Regions from separate parts of the Sus scrofa genome. Here regions 1 and 3 are each linked to region 2. Evidence: chromatin contacts called from public Hi-C data. All regions are on one chromosome and are shown on one strand. The core of a region is the stretch at or near the end of the contact, and the rest is flanking DNA. Distances in the headings are between cores, read along the strand shown.

Region 1 (3,909 bases), core at 1,010-3,509, 330 kb after region 2:
GTTCAAGAAAATTATAGTCAAGAGAGACATGTACTATTTCTCAAAACTGCACATATTATTTGGATAAGCATGAGGTCTGAAAATCATGCAGTGTAGCAATGTTATTTCATCATCTATAAAAATTAAAAATTAAGGAGAGCAGGAGTTCCTGCTGTGGCTCAGCGGTTCACGAACCGGACTAGGATCCATGAGGTTTCAGGCTCAATCCCTGGCCTCACTCAGTGGGTTGGGGATCCAGCGTTGCTGTGAGCTGTGGTGTAGGTTGCGGTTGTGGTTCCGATCCTGCATTGCTGTGGCTGTGGTGTAGGCCGGCAGCTGCAGCTGCGATTGGACCCTTAGCCTGGGAACCTCCATATGCCGAGAATTCGGCCCTAAAAAGCCAAAAAAAAAAAAAAATTAAGGAGGGCAAAAATCCCCCCAAAATATATTTCAGACCTTATGGAGGACAGTTAGTCTGGAATTCTGCAACAGAACTTTATTAGAGCTCACACTGAACCCAGACGAGCTGCTGTCATCAGTGAGAATTCTAAAAGCAGGGAGTCCTACCACCAGCCCTGCTCTCTGTTTGGGTGTACTGAAAGCCTGTGTAGACAAGAGGGAGTTAATCCTAAAATAACAAAAGCATTTCCAGTTCATATTTACAAACCCTCTCAAGGAGTTTTGCAAGAAACTTATGATCAACTTCTGACCTGTCTCAAAAGTCCTAGGAGAAGAGGCCCTCACTGGCCATCAGCCTTGGCCACTACCTTGAGGTAAAAGGATTTCCGAGATAAAAGCTACTTAGCAATGCAAAGCCTGCCTATTAGACCCTGACCTAAAACTCAAGGGAAACTGAATCACTCTATTTTCAAAGCAACTAACTGCTACTATTTCCTGAGTTTTTACTACAGTGATGAGGTCTCTCCACATATCACATTACTAGTCATGTGAGGTATTATTTATCTTCGGAAAACATTAGACTTGAAAGAATAAAGTGTGCAAAGCCCAAGAGCCAGCAGGTGGTCTACCAGCTGACCCCATTCCAAACCACCTGCCTGAAACTTGCTTTCCTCCGCCTCCCATCACATCCAGGCACCAGAAGGGTGAGCCCCCCACCGCAGGCACAGCCAGGAGGCCTCTCCTGGGTCAGCACCACCTGTCTCCTTCTGAGAAGGATGCAGAAGTCCAAGGAGAGGTTTTTCTAGTACAGGAAACCCCTTCGTTTGCTTTCCCCTATGACTCACTAACCCCTCATCACTGACACACCCATGAGTGGGCACCAGGGCAGGGGATTCCAGAGGCTCATTCCTTCATCTGGATCTGGTTTAATCAGCACTACATCCTTAGACATTCCCCCTGACTTCCACAGTTTTAAAAGAGAACACTCTAGACACAAACAGCAGCAAGGGCTGAGGCCCAAGGCTATTAAACCAAAGGAAAGCCGACCCAGGGAGTCAGGACTCGGAGCTCCAGGCCCCATTCTCTCCAGAGCTAGTAATGTGACAAGACGAAATTCAATGGCCACTACACCTGTGAGCCTGTTTCTCAAGACGTAAAGGGAGCGGATAAGAAGTCACTTGCGCTCTTTAGAAGATCACACTGACATACATAAAGTACTTAGGTCTGCTCCAATTTGGTGCCTAAATGGATAGTTTCCTTTACCTCCTCTCCCACCCTCAGCTTTAGGGAAGGAGAAAAAGAAACATAAAGTGGTCAGATCTTCTAAATAAATTTATAAAGAATTCGTGTGCATGTGGCAGAATTAAGAGGAGGAAAAAGGCAGACTAAATAAGAACCCTACCCTCTCTACCCACTTTCCTCCTTCCCTCTGATTCCACATCCTAAACCCATAAATTAGGTGACCACAGGTGGAATGGGTTCAAGACAGGTCAAACAGGCAGCTTTCAGTAGCCATCTTCCAGACCACAGGGAAATGTGCGTGGACAGAAGGCACGGGAGAGGTGGGCGGGGGGCATCTCCAGGAGCTCCACCGCTAGACCAACTTCTTCAGCCGCCCAGCGGCTGGTCCCCTCTGGGACCGGAGGCGTCTAAGCCGCAGCACAGCCCGCCACCCTCCCCGATTCGCGGCCCCACTACATCCCCCAGAGCCCGCCCAGGTCGCGGACATCCGCTCACCTGCACAGGGCAGAGCAGCAGCAGGAGGAGGCCGAAGGCCGGGCCGCGCGCGCTCATGCTGCCGCGACGCCGGGCGGCGGACGTCCGAGGTTCAGCTGGCAGTCCGGTTCAGCGTCCCGAGACGTCTCAGGCTGCCGCGCCGGCTGAGGGAGGGAACAGACACCAGAGCCGGCTGGCTGCGCGCGCAGGTCAGGAAGGAAGGCGTCGTCGGCCCCTCCCACTTCTGGGTGGAGCCACTGCCGGGACGCCCTGGACTCGTCTTGGGCGGGACAGGGGCGGGGCTAAGCGGGACCCGACCTCGTGAGGCCACGGCACCCTCCCAAGTGCCGGCTCTGCGCTTCTCCGCCCTGCTGCGCCTGGGGGCACGTCAAGGGGTTGGGGACGCCCCGACTTGAGCCGCTGAACCTTTGGAATCCGGCCTGAAAAGGATATTTCTGAGTTGTCCCATCGATGTGTGGGTTTGATGCTTCAACTCATTTCTCCCCTTTTTGTCTTTCCTGGATTGGAGACTGTGGACGAGAAGGTTTTAGTAAATGGGAATGCTTGGGGACCGTTTTCTCAATGGAGACCCCACTTCTCAGAGGAATATGTGTTTACTTCGTCCCCAGTTAGCACCCGGAGCAAGCTTTTCTTCCAAACCCAGTCACCCAAAAGGAAACCCGTGTCTGGACACTTCTAGCAAAGCTGGGGGCGGTGCCACGTAGTGGCCTGACAGTGTTGTGATCTGACAGTTCGATGGGCGGAGCGTGGCAGTGGGCGATGCCTCTGAGCTACCCAATCTCTGTTTTCTATCTGCTCAGCCCATTTTGTAAAAGCGCTAGAACTGCACCATCTGCTGGGGGAACCGAGCGTGACAGAGAACCGGCGGCCGGAACAAGAGCCCCCTCCACCCCCAAATCACCCCTGGTGGGTGGGACTAGAGTCCTTTAGGTTCTAGGTGAACTATCACGAAAGTAAAAAAAAAGAAGCATCTTGGGTTTTGAGTCTTACACTTGGTTGAGATAATCTTTTTTGGTTTTAATACCTATTATTATTATATTCATTTCTGGTAACATTTCTCCTCAGGTTTCAATTATTAAGAGCACTCAAAAGCATAAGTCATTTCGATTTTGTAGTTAAGGAAATGGAGGAAAGAATTTCTTCTTCCCACAGTAGAAGCCAATTTACAATGAAAAGGTTGACTATCCATCTGTAGCAATGATCAACTCCAATTGAGTTAGGACCACGATACAGCTGATGTTCTCATTCCTACTCTACAAAGTGGCTGATTCAGTCACTGACTTGCCTCCCGACCGCCTCTGCCTGCTCTGAAAAGTCCACGTAACTGGCTGGGTATTGAAACTATAGGAATCTCCTCTGGACCATCAGCCCTAGATCTTCCATGATGACCTCCTAGCCTCATGCACTGCTTGCTCTCAGGCTCTTAGTGCTCGCCCTGATGATCAAGTATCAGGCTTCCTGCAGAGGTACTGAAAATATTGTTACTGAGGAGTTCCCTTGTGACTCAGCAGGTTAAGGATCCGGCATTGTCACTGCATGGGCTAGGGTCCCTTCTGTGGCATGGTTTCCATTCCTGGCCCCAGGGGCCGCCAAAAAAAAATGCTATTACTGAACCATTGGCAGCAGCACCACCTGGGGATCTGTTAGAAATTCAAGTTATGGGCTCCACCCTGGATGCTCTGAATCAGAAACTCTAGGAAGTGAAGCCAGTTCTTTGTGGTTTAACCAGCCCTCCTGAGTGAAGGAAACTTCAAAGCACCGTATGAGATATTTCTGGGATGGGCAGAAATTTTG
Region 2 (3,623 bases), core at 649-3,148:
TTTTTATAATTAAAAAAATCATTTTTTCTGTTACACATGCAGAGCTGGTGTTTTATTTAACACTGCCTGCTAGGACAACCAGAGCAGTGGTCAGGTAAATTAAGTTAGCTATAATAAAGCAGCTTGGAAGTTTCAAGCAGTTAAACAGAGTAATTAAAATCCTAATGAAATAACACAGAGCTGGTCACTTAGCTGCAGTAAGGCTGCTATAAATAGACACTGGGTTCCACCTTTCAAAAGGTCTAAAAATGGCATAAAATAAAAAAATGAACAATTGTTCATGTAAAGGGTCATGTGTCATGCTTGTCCTAAGCAATTGTAACCTGAACACACCCGTATCTCATCCTCTGAGCTGGATGCCTGTCTCTGGAAGGGTGTATTTGCTCTACATTACTCAGTTTACTTTCCTAAACTTGAAATGGAGTGGAATTTCAATGCAAAGTTACCTATTAGCTCCAAGGCTAAATTTAAACCTTTAATTAAATTAATCCCTTGATCTTAACCATATTGTCTCTCCCTCAGAAAAGTGTAGAGGAGAGGTTTCTTAGACATCACAGAACTCAAGCAGTGTGACAATTGTTTCTATTGCGTTTGGTAGGTCACCCAAACCAAATAGGAGAATCTGAACGTGTTTTCAGATGGCTCATGGTAACCTACCCTCCCGCTCCCACTCCAGGACAGGCATTTGTTGGGGTGAGGCTGGGGTACAATATACTGTGAGTCCTCCCAGATCTAGCGTTGCAGCTCTGGAAGGCTCATCACGTCCTTGGACAGGTACCCATATTAATAGAAGGTATGGTAGGTGCCAAGCGGATGTTTATGAAATAAATGACAGAAAGTAACTGTGCCTATTGTTTCCAGTTTATATGGAAGAAAAAGATGACAAGTGGAAAAGGGTGTGAGGCCATCTTAGCTTACCTTGGTCTTCATGGAAAACGGAGTACGTTTCTGGGCCAAAGTAGAAATTTATGTGAGCCTTTGCTAAGAAAGAGATGAGAAGTGACAGCACCATCAAATGGTGTCAGTTGGTCTGGCCACATGGATGACGTTCGTGCGCCTGGGCTCTTATGCATCCCGGGGTGTGCATTTGTATCAGGGACTGCATCTTCAGTCTGAGAATGAATGAGACACAAACTCAACAGTTACCAACAGCTTTAAGGTGGGACTGTCCACATAGTTACACTGCCCTACCCGCATAACTATTAACAAAGACTATTTCTCTGGGCCCAACTGCAGCGCGGAATACAGTAAACAAGCTCGAGGGCCAAATCTCTGAGTCGCTCCAATTAATTGTTCTTCAGACCCTCAACCCTCCGGGGCCCACATCCTCACGCAGTGACTCAAGGGGTTCTGCTCGCGCCCCCAATTCCCAATCCAAGAGGGGCGGGGAAACGTGCTCGCCACCCTTACCTGGGCGCGCGCCCTGGGAGCCACCAATTCTCCCCGCAGGAAGCTCCGACTACCTTGACCGCCCTTCCGACCCCCGCCCCGCCACCCTCTTGGCTTTCCCTTCCTCCTTCTCTTTTTCCTCCTCCTCCGGCCCCCGCCTTCTGCCGCCTGTCTCTGCGGCCGCCGCCTGCGGCTTTGTTTTCCTCCCAGGTTTCATTCCCCACACGTGATACTGTTTTTGCAAAGAGCTCTTCGGAGCGCGAGCGCGGGGCGCGCGCACCTATAAATACGGACACTGGGGCCCGTGAGCCGGAGACCTCGCGGGCGGGGAAGGCCTGGGACCGAATGCTCAGGCTGCTCGCGGGCGGGCAGACGGCCAGGGAGCCAGCGAGCCAGCGAGCCGCGCGCGTGGGCCGGGGCGGCGGCGCCCCGCGCCGGAGCACCGAGGGGTGAGCATGGCCCGCCCGCTGGGGGGCCGGGCCGCCGCGCACGCCGCCCGCGCCCCGCGCCCTGCCCAGCCCGGGTCACCGGCGCTCGCGCCCGCCGCTTAGCACTCGGGCGCCGCTCGCTTCTCGGGGCATCGCGGAAATATCGCCACAGACGGACACAATGGCGGCGACTGCCGCCACCACGGCCGCCACCGCCGGCACGGCCGTCCGCAGCAGCGGCAGCAGCAGCAGCAGCAGCAGCGCCGGCACCGACGCCACGGGCACCAGCAGATTGCCGCAGCCGCCGCCGCAGCCGCCCCAGCCCGCGGCCGCCGCGCCGGCCCAGCCGCGGCAGCCGCCGCCCGACCCCCCCAGGAAGCCACGCATGGACCCTCGGCGCCGCCAGGCTGCCCTCTCCTTCCTCACCAATATCTCTTTAGACGGACGGCCGCCGCTGCAAGATGAGGAGTGGGCTGGCAGCGAGGAGAGCGGTGGGGTCAAGCCCGGAGCCGGCAGCGCCTGCGGCGCGAGGACTCGGCTCAGTCTGCTCGCCGCCGCCGAGCGGGGCGGCTGCAGCGCGCTTGCAGTGGCGGGCACAGCGGCGGCATTGGCAGCTGGATCCGGCCCCTACCTCCCGCCGCCGTCGCCGCTGCCGCCCCTGGTCCCTGGCGGCTACGCGACCGCGCTCGGCCCTGGGGCGTCCCGAGGGTTCGCGAGCTCCCTGGGCGCGGGCCGGGCGTCGGGAGAGCAACTGCAGCTGCCCCGGCCCGCGCTTCTCGCCGCCTGCGTTCAGCCGCAGCTGCCCAACGGGCCCGGGGGCGCCGGGCAGGAGGAGTTGGAGGAGGACGATGCCTTTACCAGCGTGCAGGTGCCGGCGGCCGCCTTCTTGGGCTCCGGGACTCCCGGGAGTGGGAGCGGCAGTCGAGGCCGCCTCAACTCGTTCACTCAGGGAATCCTGCCCATCGCCTTCTCCAGGCAGACTTCGCAGAACTATTGCTCTCTGGAGCAGCCGGGCCAGGGAGGCAGCACCAGCGCCTTTGAACAGCTGCAGAGGTCCCGGTGAGTAACCTGGACGCCGCCGCGCGCGCCTTATCTCGCGTCCCTCCCGGCCGGCTCTGTGCTGCGGGACACGGGTCGTTCCCACTTTCCCGCGCCCCGCCGGATCCCAGGGCTTCTGGCGCGAATTCCAAACTACAAGGGTACGCGGAAGAGGGATGGTCTCCGGGGAGTGTGTGTGTTCACACGTGTGTGCACGAGCCAGGCATTCACAGAGCCAAAGCAGAGGCACCATGCTCAGGCAGTGGGTCTCTGGATTTAGGGCTTAAGGGCGCCCATTGAAAAGCGGCACCAAAACCTCCCATTACAAGGAGAGCACGGACTTCCAGGAACCCAATCCGGACCCAGAGACGCTCTCTCCCACGCCAGGCAAGGCTAGGCGGGGCGAAAAGTGGAGCAGTGGGTCCGGCCAGCGGCAGAGCGGCGCGTGTGAGCCTGAACTTGTCGCGAACACGCCGTGAATTCCTCCTGAGAAGTTGTGCCTGCGCTCAAAGTATTTCAGTCCCAGGGAATGTGTCCCAGGGAAACCCTTTGCTTTTCCAAGAGAAGCAAACCCTTCTTAGGTTTCTTTGAACCAGGATGGGGCACAGGGAAGAAATAGGGTTTGAGGCTTCTTTTTTCCATTCCAAGATGAATTTGCTGAAATTAGTGAAAAGGTGATTGTGTTTGCTCGCTGAAGTCCCCTGCAGGTATCCTGCATCTTAGCAACAATATGAAATATTGGACATTTGCTTATTGTTCTGGAAATAG
Region 3 (4,112 bases), core at 840-3,339, 260 kb after region 2:
TAGATGACAGAGGCAGGTCAGGCACAGCCAGCTAGTAAGGGCCTTAAAGGAGCAAGTTTTGTTTTTCTTTTCTTTCCTTTGTTATTATTTTGTAGGGAGACGAATGCCTCCATCTTCCACGTGTAACCCCCCCAGCTCCCCTAACTCTTGGTCTCACCCCACCTCCTCTTGTCTGGATACTCCTCTTCTCTGCATATCCCATTTCCTTCCATGCCAAGATGCTTTGGTCCACTGTTCATAGACGTGGTCCTCCAACTCTGCCTCAGGGTCCCTGGGTTCTGCAAACTCCTGGCCACCACACCAGACTTGCATGGTTCTTACGCGAAGTAGAGTTGGAACAGCCTTGCTCTTACTTTCATTTAAAATACCTAACTCATCCCTACATCCTTCCACCCAGAGCCACCACTACCTCCATCCCTCTTCTCCCCTCAGAGGCAAGAATCTCCAGTACAGTTACGATGGATTTTTCGCTGGCTATCACCCTGTTCTCACTTCCCATTCTCACTTCCACCTCCCACCCCTGCAGCAATGATGTTCCTTTGGAAACACCCCTGGGGTAAAAACAGAGGCCACTTTTCAGTGCTCTCCTTAGCTCCCTTCTCGAAGACTTTGTCAAAGCGCACTGAACTTCCTCCAGAGACAAATCCCTCCCTGGTTTTCTGTCTACTTCCCTGGCAGGCTCTCCTCATTCTCCTTTACCAATTCCTGGACCTGGCCTCTAAAGGTTGGTTTTGTGTGTGTGTGTGTGTGTGTGTGTGTGTGTGTTTCATTCTCCTGTCATAGTAGAGCCTTTGCAATACCATGGCTTCAAATACCATGTATATTCCAATAACTCCTAATGTCTATCTCCAGTTCTGTCACTCTTCTGATGAGCTTTAGGCCTATATATCCTAGTTGTGTAGCTGTCATTTCTCCTTGGATTCACATGTCCAAAACTCAACTCCTGATATTCCCTGCCAAACTTCTCAAGCCTCATATCTTTTTTTTTTTTTTTTTTTTCTTTTTAGGGCTGCACCACTGCACATGGAAGTTCCCAGGCTGGGGGCTGAATTGGAGCTACAGCTGCCAGCCTACACCACAGCCACAGCAACACCAGGTCTGGAATCTACACCACAGCTCATGGCAATGCTGGATCCTTAACCCACTGAGCGAGGCCAGGGATTGAACCCACATCCTCATGCATCCTAGTCGGGTTCATTACCGCTGAGCCACAACGGGAACTCCAAGCTTCAATATCCTAATGGTGACAAAATCCATCAGGTGGGAGTTCTTGTAGTGGCTCAGCGGTAACCCGACTAGTATCCATGAGGATATGGGTTTGATTCCTGGCCTTGCTCAGTGGGTTAAGGATCCGGGTGTTGTGGTGAGCTGTGGTGTAGGTCGAAGACCTTCTGGAACCCCAAGCTGCTGTGGCTGTGGCTAGGCTGGGAGCTGCAGCTCTGATTAGACCCCTGGCCTGGGAACTTCCATATGCTGCCGGTGCAGCCCTTTAAAAAAAAAAAAATCCATCATGTTGTTGAGAATAGACACTTAGGTGTCATTCGTGATCTTCCCTTCTTGCCTTCCAGCTCTGTCTCTATCCCTTGGAGAGGAGCTTCCACACCTACTCCCCACTAAATGTCAAAGCCATCAAAAATGGCTTTCTGACCCGCAATCTAAAAAACAGGTTTTCCCGTTGCCTGGTCACAGCATCTGGGTGCCGACCATAGCACTCATCTCCCTTACTAAGCTTCCAGAGGCAGGCTCAAGAAGCCCTCCCGAGAGAAAGGATGTTTTCTCCAGACCCGGTGTGTGGGTGCGGGGCAGCCCTGCCCCACGCGAGCATCAGGCCCTAAGCAAACTTCCCAAGACAGAGTAAGAGCCAAGCTTCGCTAACTCCAGGGTTAGTTTGGCTGGGATCCGCAACCCAGGAAACCGCCCTAGGCACCTGGGCTTCCGGGTTTACGCTGCAGTCTGCAGCCATCCGCACCCGGAAAGGGGAGGAGCCTCCCGAGCAGAAAGGGGCGTGGTCTCGGCTGGTGGGCCCCACCGCAGCGGGCGGGCCGGCCGTCGCCAGTTTAAGCGCGTAGAGCCGATGATCACGTGCTAGAGGCTGGGGGCGTGGCACCAGGAAGAAGCCTCCAGGCCCTTGAGGTCGCCACCTCCCCCGCTGTCCCCTTCGCCTCTGCTGCACAGCCGGTTTCCCAGCGCCCGGCACCTCTCACTCAGCTTCACGCTGGCGGCAGCCTCTGGATCCCCCGCCGCTGCCGCGGCTCCCGCTATGGGCGAGGAGAACTACTACCTGGAGCTGTGCGAGCGGCCGGTGCACTTCGAGAAGGCGAACCCGGTCAACTGCGTCTTCTTCGATGAGGCCAACAAGCAGGTTTGGGCAGGCCCTCGCCTTGTTCCCCGCGCAGCGCCGCGCGCCCTGCCGTCACCTCACCGGTGTCCCGCGCGTCGGGGCCGGGCGCCGGGCGACCAGGCCTTGGGCCTCCCCTGCAGTGCGGGCGCGGGACCCTCATCAGGCCTTTCCTGTGGGGTGGCCGAGGGACCAGGCTCCGCTGCGGCCGGGGCTTTCGCCCCCGAAGTGACAGCTCGGGTGGACACCCCCCCGCCGCACCGACCCTGCCCCCCCCCCCCCCGGCCGCTGTGGTCATCTATTAGCAAGCGGATCTTTCCCCGGCGCCGTTTGTTGTCTCTTTGCCATCCGTTCCGTTTCAAAGATTTAGATCCTCAGGTTTTCTTTATTACCGGAATTTAAAGGTAGGGGGAGTAGGGTGGCGGATAAGCAGGGTGTGCCTAAGTGCATCCGCGGCGCCTTTGCAGAGACGGATTAAAACTTGCAGCCTCCTCGGATGTCTAGTCACTTGTGATGGAACATGATGATGTGAGACAATAGAATGTGTACATGTATGTGTAACTGGGTCACCATGCTGTACAGTAGAAAAAAAATTGTGTTGGGGAAATAACAATTAGACAAAACGAAACAAAACACAAAAAAACCCACCTTGCAGCCTCTGGACCAACCCGGTCTTGCCCAGGAATGGTAGCCTCTTTTGGTCTCTATTTCTTAAAATTCATGCCGGCACCAGACATCTGCGATTGATACGTGCCGCGCGTTAGTTTAGTTGAACCAAGGTTGGGGTGTAGCAGAAATCATCATTACAGGTAGGTATGTGTGTCTAGAGCCTTTCAAAGTTCGAACCATTAACGTTGCTGCTTTTCCCTCTCAGGTTTTTGCTGTTCGATCTGGTGGAGCTACTGGCGTGGTAGTTAAAGGCCCAGATGACAGAAACCCCATCTCATTTAGGTATCTATTGACGTTTTCAGGATATTTCTATCTGGGAACAAGATGGTGTGTTTATTTTTGTTTCTCTTTCAAAAAAAGGTTTTAAATGTTGTGCTTTGTCTTCCCTAAGAGATCTTAAGTCTGTGTGGCGGCAGGGGTGGGGGGTGGGGTGGGAACGGATGGGGGCATGGGGATGGGGGGCACACCGCTATCTTTAGGAAGAGGAAAGCAGACACCTGCAGGGCAGTCTTGGTGGCATGCCCTAGCACTTCGTATGGAGTCCTTCCCTGTTGTTTTGGGATCCAGCTACACCAATGTAAGGCACCTACTTCCTGGCACTTGAAATTAACCATGCAGGGCATTGATGTGTCTGTTTCTGGTTTCTTGACAAAGGAGGGCCTGCATTTCCTCTTTTGGCCCAGGGTCTTTCCAGAGTGTTTGGGAGGCAGAGAAGATTTCTGGGTCATTGCTTCCCATGTCATAATGTATATTAAAATCTCAGCTTCCACTAGGCTGAAGGTGGCTGGATGCCCCAGTTTATGCAAGTTGAACCAGTGTAATTATGAATAGCAGCCCCTTTCACTTTCAGCAGTATCTCAATTTGGGTGATAAACTATCTGGTCACCTTAACCCTTGTGATTACAGAAGGGGAGAAAGTACAGTGTCGGCGCTCAATTCAGTGGTGACTTCGAAAACATTTTAAATTTGGCCCATGTTAATAGGAAACAGTTTTTGAAGTAGAAAATGAATCAGGAGTTCCCGTTGTGTCGCAGTGGTTAACAAATCCGACTAGGAACCATGAGATTTCAGGTTCGATCCCTGCCCTTGCTCAGTGGGTTAACGA

Evidence for each region. Hi-C and Micro-C count contacts between places; a contact is called where the count stands out from the background.
Region 1: a contact with region 2 is called in a Hi-C map of liver, with 3 times the contacts expected there. The contact joins the promoter of NPC1 here to the promoter of CABLES1 in region 2. A contact is called at or near these places in 1 of 5 promoter capture datasets (liver), 4 of 47 Hi-C or Micro-C datasets (embryonic fibroblasts, heart right ventricle, liver and 1 more) and 2 of 2 datasets of contacts at active chromatin or transcription factors (alveolar macrophages and skeletal muscle).
Region 3: a Hi-C map of liver shows a contact between it and region 2, with 10 times the contacts expected there. The contact joins the promoter of C6H18orf8 here to the promoter of CABLES1 in region 2. A contact is called at or near these places in 1 of 5 promoter capture datasets (liver), 2 of 47 Hi-C or Micro-C datasets (liver and mesenteric adipose tissue) and 1 of 2 datasets of contacts at active chromatin or transcription factors (alveolar macrophages).

What each region holds. Positions count from the first base shown.
Region 1 is chr6:108,448,227-108,452,135 of Sscrofa11.1, forward strand. It overlaps NPC1 (NPC intracellular cholesterol transporter 1), which reads right to left and starts at 2,260. Exons shown (of 26, transcript NM_214322.1): 1 at 2,116-2,260. The coding sequence starts at 2,172.
Region 2 is chr6:108,114,446-108,118,068 of Sscrofa11.1, forward strand. CABLES1 (CDK5 and ABL1 enzyme substrate 1) reads left to right here and starts at 1,899. Exons shown (of 10, transcript XM_021097743.1): 1 at 1,899-2,876. The coding sequence starts at 1,999. It overlaps LOC106510679 (a long non-coding RNA gene), which reads right to left and starts at 2,798. Exons shown (of 5, transcript XR_002345445.1): 1 at 2,676-2,798; 2 at 919-1,112.
Region 3 is chr6:108,374,674-108,378,785 of Sscrofa11.1, forward strand. C6H18orf8 reads left to right here and starts at 2,090. Exons shown (of 18, transcript XM_021096181.1): 1 at 2,090-2,362; 2 at 3,213-3,289. The coding sequence starts at 2,261.